Regions from separate parts of the Mus musculus genome. Here region 2 is linked to region 1. A link is a contact called in public promoter capture Hi-C data. All regions are on one chromosome and are shown on one strand. The core of a region is the stretch at or near the end of the contact, and the rest is flanking DNA. Distances in the headings are between cores, read along the strand shown.

What was found. Capture Hi-C pulls out chosen DNA fragments and counts their contacts.
Region 2: a contact with region 1 is called in a promoter capture Hi-C map of liver, with 2.3 times the contacts expected there. The contact joins two enhancer-like sites. A contact is called at or near these places in 2 of 9 other capture datasets (embryonic stem cells and liver).

What each region holds. Positions count from the first base shown.
Region 1 is chr2:27,266,508-27,271,543 of GRCm38.p6, reverse strand. Vav2 (vav 2 oncogene) reads left to right here. Exons shown (of 28, transcript NM_009500.2): 24 at 1,329-1,416; 25 at 2,522-2,645; 26 at 3,307-3,393; 27 at 4,160-4,314. Among named protein-coding and RNA genes, the nearest start is that of Sardh, 22 kb to the right of the region's middle. Within about 2 kb of position 2,238, at least 9 of the 459 cell types and tissues checked have an H3K27ac peak or open chromatin away from gene starts, as enhancers often do. A contact at or near this core is called in liver, where this site is marked.
Region 2 is chr2:27,636,143-27,641,403 of GRCm38.p6, reverse strand. No RefSeq gene overlaps it. Among named protein-coding and RNA genes, the nearest start is that of Rxra, 38 kb to the left of the region's middle. Within about 2 kb of position 1,638, at least 12 of the 459 cell types and tissues checked have an H3K27ac peak or open chromatin away from gene starts, as enhancers often do. A contact at or near this core is called in liver, where this site is marked.

The DNA.
Region 1 (5,036 bases), core at 989-3,488:
CCATCAGAGGTCTACTGGCAGCCAATCCAGTGAGTCTTATGCAGGATGTACGCATCACGCTGCTTTGTGGCATCTAGGGACCCTTGGAGACTTTCATCAGTGCCCATGGTAGCCTTGTAGCTTGGGCTACAGGTCCTTGATCTGGGCATCTTTCCTCAGATAAAAAACAAACAAGACCCTGAAGTTTGTTTTCCTCAGCCCAGGATAGCCATGGGCACAAGTCTTAGACCTGTTACTAGGTGTATGATTTGCTGTGATTCAGTGGGGTTATGCAAGTCCTGAGCAGGGCTCCTGGGTGAAGCAAGCTCCGTGATCTAGCTAGCCTCTTGGTAGCCATAGTAAGACAGCCTCTCGCTACAGTGACAGAGGCTGGGAACAGATGCCAGTGGATGCAGGAATCCTCATGGCCTTTTGGGCGGGTGGGCACTAGGGGCTAGAGCCGAGCAAGAGGCCCCCAGGTCTCCTCGCTTCAGGAAGGTCACACTGCCAGGAGCCATCACTTTCCCAAAAGGTCCTATGATGTTCAGGGCCTAAAGAAATTCATAGCCTGTGTCCAGCCCCACACAATGACATGGCAGCCAGCACTCCCACATCCTAGGAGTGTCCACAGTGCCTTGTGTCTGCCTAGTCTTTGGGACACCACAGTGGGGATCCTATTGGTCTGGCTCACAGCACATGTTAAAGCCACGTGAACACAGGTAGGTCCCTACCGTGGTCCTGTGGAGCAATGCTTGGTCACTCATTCATTCAGTGTCTCCTTAGCCAGTCTTAGGGTATTGAACCAACCTTGCATTCCTAGGATGTCTCCATCCCTCAGCACTGTTCAGTCCATGTTACATGTTTGGGTCATGTGTAGACATATTTAGGGAGATAGGTTCTCTTGCTTCACTGACTGAGTTCCTACACCCATGGACATCAGGACACTGGCTTGAGATTGCTGTCTGTGTGACATCTTGAACCTTGGTGTTGCCTCACATGGGCTGGGCTGTCATTTGCTGGGAGCCTCCCAAGGCTCTCTAGGTTAGATACACTTGAACTAAAGATGATGAGGGCAGGGCCGCTGCCCCTGGGACCTGATGAACTTGTGCTCCGTGCTTTGGAGCCTCCTATAGGGGGTTAGGGACTGAGGTCAGAGTTGGTAGTGGGGACTCTAGGGTATGGACTTAAAGTAGGCAGGGAGAGATATGGAAGATCTGCTCAAATGGAGTGGGCCAAGGGCTGGAGAGGCAGCTGCACAGTCAGTGTAGAGGTGTAGGTCAGGATCTTTGCTGAAGCAGATCTGGAATAAGCCTGGGGCTGTCTGTCTGTCTGTCTGTCTGTCTATCCAGGTTCAATGATGAGGTGAAACATATCAAGGTGGTGGAGAAAGATAGCTGGATCCACATCACGGAAGCTAAGAAGTTTGAGAGCCTCCTGGTACGTGTACCTGTAACTGTCACTGCTCCAGACCCTGGCCAGAGGCCCAAGGGCTCTCCACTGTCCACTCTGCCCCCGATGATCCGTTCTCTCTGCCTAGGGAGGGGTGATTCTTCCCAGAGAAATCTAGAGACACTTGACAGGATTCCTGGGAACAGTTGGAGTCATGTTATACCGGAGTTGGGTCACTCCAAAACTTTCCCTAGCTCAAATGTCACCTTGGACATGAGATTACCAGTTGCCTCAGGCTGATCCTCTCCTCCCGTCCTTGTGGTCAGCCCCACCAGAATGCAGTTAAAGGCATTCTATTCCTTAAAGTGACACTAAAATAGTTGATTTTGACCTCCACCACTCCCTTTTGGTACTAGCACAGAGCCCAGGGCCTTGCACATACTAGACAATTGCCCTACCTCCGAGCCCAACCTCAACCCCAACCCTTTTTCTTTGTTTTTGGAGACAGACATGATGTAGCTCTGGCAGGTCTGGAACTCACTGTGGAGTTCTCTCTGCCTTCCTACTTGGCTGGAATTAAAGGCGTGTACCACCATACCTGGCCCCGTATTTTTTTTTTCTTCTTAAGTCACAAACATGGCTCCCCTGGCAGGACATTGGAGATTTCCTTTACCCCCTGTGACCTACAGGAAAACACAGGCAAACAGAAAGTGCCTGAAATCCTCTTCACAGCCCAGAGCTAACAAACACACACCATCTGGTGAGACTGTAGGTGCCTCTTGGGGCAGCCAGGCCGTGGTTCACAGAGCTCCTACAAAGCCACAGCACACCTCTTTGTGTGGCCGTCATTCGTAGCTGTCCAGTCCTCTGAGTGGCTCTAGCCTCGTGGCATTCTGCCCTGCAGGTGTGCCTCCCTCCAGCATGGATGGCACAGTCGTCAGCAGTTTGTTTTCTTTGGCATTCTTTCCAGAGCATTCTTTCAGCAATATTTGGGAGCCCTGCGCCTGAGGGAGAGGTTTTTGAGGCACTGGCCATCCTAGCTGGGCTTGGCTGGAGTGAGATTGAGGGGGTCTCAGAAGAGCCCATCCCTTGAACCCAGGAGGTGGGAGGGCTCCTGAGTCTCCAGCGGTTGGTGAGTGTGCAACCCCTGCAGGAGCTGGTGGAGTACTACCAGTGTCACTCACTCAAGGAAAGCTTCAAGCAGTTGGACACTACACTCAAGTTCCCCTACAAGTCTCGGGAGCGAACCACCAGCAGGGCCTCAAGCCGGTCTCCAGGTAATGCCTGTGTCCAGGGTTATCTACTCAGGCCACGTGAAGGGCCAAGATCTCCCTGTCCCCCTGGGTTGTTGCCCGATCCCTGAATGTGGGCCAGGCCCTCCACATCTATCAGTGGCCCTGACTCACACCCCTTCTCATTTCACGTAGCAGACGGGGTCTACACTTCTACCCTGACTCTTGGCACCTGTGCTAGGAGTTGACAGTAAGGAGAAGCAGTAAGGCAGGATCTGAGAACAGAGCCCTCCGTGGGTGCCCTGGGGCCTTGGCTATTCAAGGCAGCTCTCTGCCTACAGTGGGGATTTCAAAGCTGATGACAAGTGTGCAGCCTGGACCTCGGGGCAGAGAGAGGCCCAGAGCTTTTGGCTTCTAGCCCAGGGCTCTTTCCCCTGAGCTTCCCATATCTCCAGTCTGCAGGGACCTGCAGAACTATGGGATCTTCCTTTCCCCACCCCAGACAGAGCAGACCAGCAGAGGCTTGCCAACCTCCATGACAGTTGGCCTCAGTGTCCTTTCAAGACATAGGTGTAGAGCAAGCAGTGGCCTAGCTGTGCCTGTGGTAGGCCCCTGCCCTCCCCAGCATCCTCCTGAGGTAGAGCCTGGCATCGCCTGTGGCTCCTTGGCTCTACCCTGTCTTATGCTCTCTCTTGCCTCTTTGCAGCTTCCTGCGCTTCCTACAACTTTTCTTTTCTCAGTCCTCAGGGCCTCAGCTTTGCCCCCCAGGCCCCTTCTGCTCCCTTCTGGTCAGGTACCTCTACTGCTCAGGGCCCAGCCTGATGGGTCCCCCTGACTGTGCAGCCTGGTGCTGGGGGGGAGGGGGACGGCTGGGGATCTGGCCAAGGCTGCTGCACATGAGGACGCATTTGGTAGGGCTCATCCCTGGTCACACTGGTGGACACGTCCCTGCCTCATCAGCTTGTCATCCTTCCCGGCCACTGAGAGCTTTGCCTCTGGTTTGGGAGATGGGGTTGGGGGCAGAGCTGGTGACTACTCTGCAGCCAGGAGAGCTGCCATGGGAACAGGAATGGGTGTGGAGGAGAGGGTTTTAGTCATCCCTGGTCTGACGTGCTTTCTGCTGCCAGAGCCAAAGCCCTTCTGTGTGAGGCCATGTGTCCCCTCACTGCCATTGTCACCTGTCCCCAGGACTCCTGGGTTCTGGGCTGAACAAGTCCACTGGGTTGCAATCTAGTTTGGGGACCTGGGGTGGGGATGGTCAAGGCATGGGTGCCTGCTCTGTTCACCAATGGCATGCTTATTGCTTGTGATAGTGGCCCAGCATTGGTGGTGATAGCTCAAACCCCCATTAAGTGCATGCATAGATGTGTCATATGCCCAAATGCAGGTGTGACAGGCCCTCAGCTGGAGGCTAGTGTTCCTCCAGAGACCTTCCTAGCTGTGGGCACAAAGCCGTAGTCTAGGTACCAGGGAAGGGACACAGCTCAGTCTGAGGACCTCTAGCCCTGGCTGGGCAGCTCCTGCAGTTGTTTGATGTCTCACCCTGTCTTCCCCAATAGTGTTCACACCGCGGGTCATCGGCACAGCCGTGGCCAGGTACAACTTTGCTGCTCGAGACATGCGGGAGCTGTCACTGCGAGAAGGTGATGTGGTGAAGATCTACAGCCGAATTGGTGGGGACCAGGGCTGGTGGAAAGGAGAGACAAATGGGCGGGTGAGTAGCGTGCCTGGCTTGAGGGCTTTGTGCAGAGGCCCAGGGCTGGCCTTACCGAGAGGTCAAGAAGGTTTGCCTTTGGCTCTGACATAGTCGGACTCGACTAGCTGTTCTTCGGCCTCAACTGTGCTTAGCCATGATCATTGTGATCCTAGCTACACTGGTCAGGTCTCCATCCAGGCCACCCAGACCCTTCTCTGCCTTTGTGGTCACTCAGGAACAGGTTTTATAAACAGTCATCTGGTCACGTGCAGGTAGCTATCAGGTCCTACTGTACCCCATCCCTTCTTCCTATTTATGGTGACTACCATGTGGCTCCCTCAGACTCTTTCCCCAAGAGGTTCTGCTAAGAGCCTCCTCTATCCCAGAGCTCATATAGATCCACTGGCTTTGGCCCGGGCCTCTGAGCAACTTTTTGGAAAGGCAGAGAGCTCCAGGTGCCAACAGCAGGACACACTGGATTTTCCTGGGGCTGCAGAGACCCACAGGCATTTGTCTACAAGGGCCAGACAGCCTTGACTCCCCTGCTGAGCGTTCTATAGCTGGTAGCAGGAACCATTCTGTTCCCAGTCATCCTGGTCACTTTTGGGGTCTGTTTCCAGTCAACTTTGGGGTCTGTGTTGCAGAACCCAAATAGTTTCATTTATTCCTAGCTTCCCTTCAAAAGACTGAAGGCTACTAAGTCCTAGCAGTAACTTTGAAGGCTGGACGCCAGCCCTGAA
Region 2 (5,261 bases), core at 389-2,888, 370 kb before region 1:
GCCCCTTTGTACCTCCACCTGGCAGAGCGGGAGGGAACAGCTTGGGTCTTGCTCTGGGCAGGGGCAGGAGAGGTCTCTGCTTTATAAATCCCCTGGGGTAAGCTCCCCCATCCCTCTGCCTAAGCACAGCCTATCTCTGGCAGCCAGGGCCTTGATCCCAGGTGTGAGACTGTCACCAAGATAAAAGAGACATAATTAAATTCCAATCAGCTGAGTGATTTGTTATCATAATGTAATATTTCCCTCCAGCCCCTGACTCCCACAGATCAGTCTCCATCAGGCCTTCCAGGTGGGGGGTCCCTGCCTGTTACCCTGGGCCCAGCTGCTGGAGGAGCCCCTGGAGGGGGTGTCCACCCAGCCACACACATCCCTCCTCCAGTACCAGGCCCTGAAGGTGATAATGAAGTCATTTTTCTGAGGAATAGTCACCTGGCAGACAGCCTTATCTGGCTAATCGAGCTGGGAAGGCAGGCAGAAGGGAGGCTCAGAGAGGAGAGAAAGAAGGCCTGTCTTCCCGGGGGCATAGCGGGCAAGATAGGTGGGGTCAGATGGTGTGATCTGCCGCCAGCTTGCCCTGTGGCCACACGGGTTGACTTAGGCAGGATCTTCAGCAGGGGCCCTGGCCGACATAGCTGTGGGCAGCGATACTGCCTCAAGAAAAGAGCAAATAGAAACGGTGGTGAAATGCTGTCTTTGGGACTGTGATAACTTGCAGAACCACCATAGAAAGTCTTACAGGGGCGTGTGGCTCCTGACAGCATTCACTCATGGATCCTCTGAAGGACCTTTGAGGAGTGCTTGTCTGTTGGATTCATTTTCTTTTCCTTTTCCTTTTTATTTTTCTCTTTCTCTTTCTTTCTTTCTTTCTTTCTTTTTTTTTTTTTTTTTGGTTTTTTGTTTTGTTTTGTTTTTTCGAGACAGGGTTTCTCTGTATAGCCCTGGCTGTCCTGGAACTCACTTTGTAGACCAGGCGGGCCTCAAACTCAGAAATCTGCCTGTCTCTGCCTCCCAAGTGCTACGATTAAAGGCGTGTGCCACCACCACCCGGCCTCATTTTCTTTATATCTGTGTCTCACATACACAGAATTCTGGTGCCACTGGACACCCCAGGGTACAAACACAAGGGATTCTGTAGTTTCTTAACATGGAGACCCCTGCAGAGAGCTGGAGGCTGAGTTCCTTGTTGTTCACACACTCACTGGTCTAGCGCTTTGGTTTCCTCATGTCTGCCTGTTGGGGTCAGAGGTCATAGTACACTCTCTGCAACCCTAGGCCACTGGATCACCTCCCTGGGTCCTCAGTTTCTTCATCTATGAAATGACTGTCATCATCATAGGTTGTCTGAGGACAGAGGCCCTGGTGTGTCTGGTATAGAGCTGGCTTGTCGCAGCGCTCATTGATGGTGAACAGCATCAGTGAGAAGGAATGATCTGGAAGAGGCAGGGGTGGGAAGGGGCAGTTTGTTTATACCTTTCTGCCTCTGTGGCTTCCACATTTGCTAAAACGAGCCTGTTGACTTTCAGGGGTGGGAAGCACAGGCTGCGTGTGGCCAGCTTGGCAGACAGGAGGGGTGAGTGGGCAGCTACCAGGCAGTTGGCCCAGGCTCCCTTGTAGGCAAGTCTACTCAGGGCCTTGCACTCAACACATGGAGGGAGGAACTGATGGCAGAGGCCAGCAAACCCTGGGGCCCATCCCAGATTGGCATGTGCAGGGTGGCCAGTTTCACCTCAAGCTCCCCCTCTCAGAGTCAAACTGTTTCTACATGGAGGGGCACACTGATGAAGAATCCCCCAAATTCCAGGAAGGAAGGAGGTCCCAAGAAGTGTGGGAAGTTTCTGAACTTCCAGGGTCAAGATGAGGCTCAGACACATTGTATCAGCCAGAGGGGTCTCTCATAGTTAGGCGGCTTCTGTCTGGGCCAGGTCAGATCCCAGCACAGACCTCCAGCTGGTGCTGGTGCTGGGCTCTAGGGGCCAGGTCACTTCTGAAGAAAAAGAGAGAAAGATCCGTATTTGGAGTCATGATAGGACACAGAAGGACCTTTCCTTCGTCACCACCACCCCCTTTTTGAGACAGGGTCCCATGTGCCCCTAGGCTGGCCTGAAATTCACTATACAGCCAAGGACAACCTTGAATGAGTGCATCCTACTCCCTCCACCCCCAGAGGCTGGATGGCAAGCACACACTGCCATAGCTGGTTTGTTTGATTCTGGAAATGAACCCAGAGCTTCCTGCGTGTTTCTCACTGAGTTACATTCCCAGCCACAAATGTGACATTATTTAACACACACACAGCCCCAACCACATGCACTGGGGTGTATGTGTGTGTGTGGAATCTCAGTCTGGTAGGGCTTCCCCAAGAGTTCCTGAGGCCCAACCACTGGACAGGCAGCTGCCCAGAGGACTGGGCTATGACATACCCATTCTGGAACATATCTGAGAACCACTGAAGCTGTGAAATCAGATAGGGACACTCAATACAGATAGTGGGGCTTCTGGACCGTCTGTGGCCAGATCACCTCTCCAGGAGCTGCGTGCCTATGAAGGGCAGAAAACAACCCCCAGCAAGCCATACATACCAGAGCACCCAGAGCTGTGCCCCTAGACCCCATGCTGGTAAAAAGTCAATTCCAGCCCTGTGTAGAACACTGGAAGAAACCAGGCATGTTTGAGTCCCTCTACTGGTACATATAACCCCAGTGTGAGACCCAGATGTGGATGGGCCTCTGTACAAGCCTAGAGAAACTTGGGTCTCCAATAATAACAGCTAGGTTAGTGCTGTAGTGCAGCCCACATGGGCTACCTGCAATCTATTTCTCTTGGCTTACTGGGAGAGTTGGGAACCAGTTTCAGTGGGAGCATAACCCTGGTTGATTAGTCATGTCTGTCACAGGTACAGGAAAGGGCTTGACAGCCAGAGAACTATCTTCTGACTATCTCCCAACATTGTTCTCCCTACCTGCTGGTGTGGGCCCAAAGCATCTCTCCTTTCCCATTAGAAACACCTATGTCTCTCTCTGAAGCCTCTGTGACACAGGCTGTCACCCCTAAGCCAGCCATACATCTGTTGGCCTGCTTCTGTGTCTGGCTATCCATCTGTCCCTTCATCTGATGGCTTGGTCATTCAACAAGCCCAAGGAATGGTCTATTGGGTAAAGGTGTTAGAAGGTGACCAGTGACTTCCAGGCATATCCGCACTTGAGGATCTTCAGATCCTTGCTGTTGAGTATCCTTGGCTGTAAACATGATTCTAGAGCTGGTGGGATAGACTGAACCCACAGAATGTCCCAGATAACCAGATAGCTGGCTCTATGAGGACCCTGAGCTCTAGGTAGGAGCTTCAGTGGGAAGGGGTCTTCTTCCTTCCAGGGAGGGGCAGCAAGGAGACAGAGTATACACAGGAGGTACCTAGGAACGATATATGTGCAGAATGGCCCAGGAGATGATCTTGGTATAGAACCCTGACCTCCAATCAGCCTGGCCTAAGTCAAGTTCACCTCCCTTCTGCCACCCCAGGGCCACTGCTAAATATCTCTAGGCTTCATCGTCCTCATCTGAGAAATGGGGGGTCATCCTCACCTTGTGGAAGCAAGGAGGCACAGAGTGGGACACAGGCAGTAGGTAAGAAGGTTAGAGTCCCGGGCTGGAACAGTCTCATCATGGCAAAGACTAAAGCTGGTACATGGGCTGCTGCCAGCATTTCCCAAGAGTTGTCCTGCTAGCTCCTGCCTACAGATGAACGAGTCAGGAAAGGGCCCAAAGCCTCACAAGAGGGAAGGAACATTTTGGGGAGAGGGAAGAGGCAGCTCGCGCCAAGATGGTTATAACATCCTAGTTCACGCTGTGCAGAACTGGAAAGCACCCAGCCTCCCAACAATAATGTGTGGGGTGTGGGGAGCCAGTGGTCACAGAGACAGCTGCATGGACCCTGTGGGCACAGTGTTTGGCAGAATCTGCATCAGGGTGGGTGTTGGTAGGATGGATGGAGGGGGTGTACGCACACTAGAGAGGCCTCTGGTGACTTGGATCCACTCTGCTGCCCCTAAGACTTGCCGCCCTACTTACAGTCTAGGCAAGAAACTCCAGTATCTGGGGGTTGAGGACCAACTTCAGCCTGTCATTAATAAAAGTGTCATCCCCCTGCCTTCCCCTTGCTGTACCTCAGTCTTCTCCACTCCAAATTCAGTGGCCATAATTTCTCTTAGCCTGAGAATAGGAGCATGGCACCTGAGCATTCAGAAAGGATCAGCCACTGTTTCTCTGGATAGAACTTTCCAGAAGAAAGAGCTGCTGTGGACCCGGATAACTTCAGCACTGCACTCCCTCACCACATTCCTCCAGTGACATTCACTTGAGACTGAGCTCTGCAGGCACATTCCTCAGATAGGAACTGAGTCAGAACAGTGGATGAGAGGGAGGGGGGTCCACACTTCCCCAGCCCCAGAATGGTCAGAGCCCAGCATCACAGGACCTTGCTAGCTGTGTAGAGACTCCCCCAGCAGAGGCACAAGTCAGTGAGCAAAGACAGGAGCTAAAAGTGTAGACAGGGCTGGGACCTCAGGAGCCATGTGGCCAGGATGAAGAATAGCAGGGGTCTCTGTCCCAGCCTTGCCACTGGGGCCACTAGGGCAGCCTTGACCCTGGAGGAGCAGGCATGTGGGGGGAGGACAAGAGCTTTGGGCAGCCAATGGAGAGCCTCCAGAGTTGAAGGGTTCCATAGCTCCTAGGGAACCTAGGCAAGAGCTATGCATATGAAATTTAGAACTAGCTGGGCCTCAGCCCTTTTGTGGATCTTTCCTAGATCCTTCAAGGAATACCCAGATATGGCTAAGACCCAACATTTTACAAAGGCTTTTTGTTGTTGTTGTTTTGTTTTTTGGTTTTTGGTTTTTGTTTTTGTTTTGTTTTGTTTTTTGAGACAGGGTTTCTCTGTGTAGCCCTGGCTGTCCTGGAACTCACTTTGTAGACCAGGCTGGTCTCGAACTCAGAAATCCACCTGCCTCTGCCTCCCGAGTGCTGGGATTAAAGGCGTGTGCCACCATGCCCGGCTCTACAAAGGCTTTTCTTGTTATCATCTTATTTAACTCATAGCTGTCACTATTATTTCTATTGTTATATACAATTTATTTAATGTGTGTGCATGTGTGTACATGTGCAAGTGTGTGCGCGAGCATGCACGCATGTACATGCTATGGCATGCAAGTAGAGGTTAGAGGACAACCTGTGGGAGTCAGTTTTCTCTTCCCACTGTGTAGATGCAG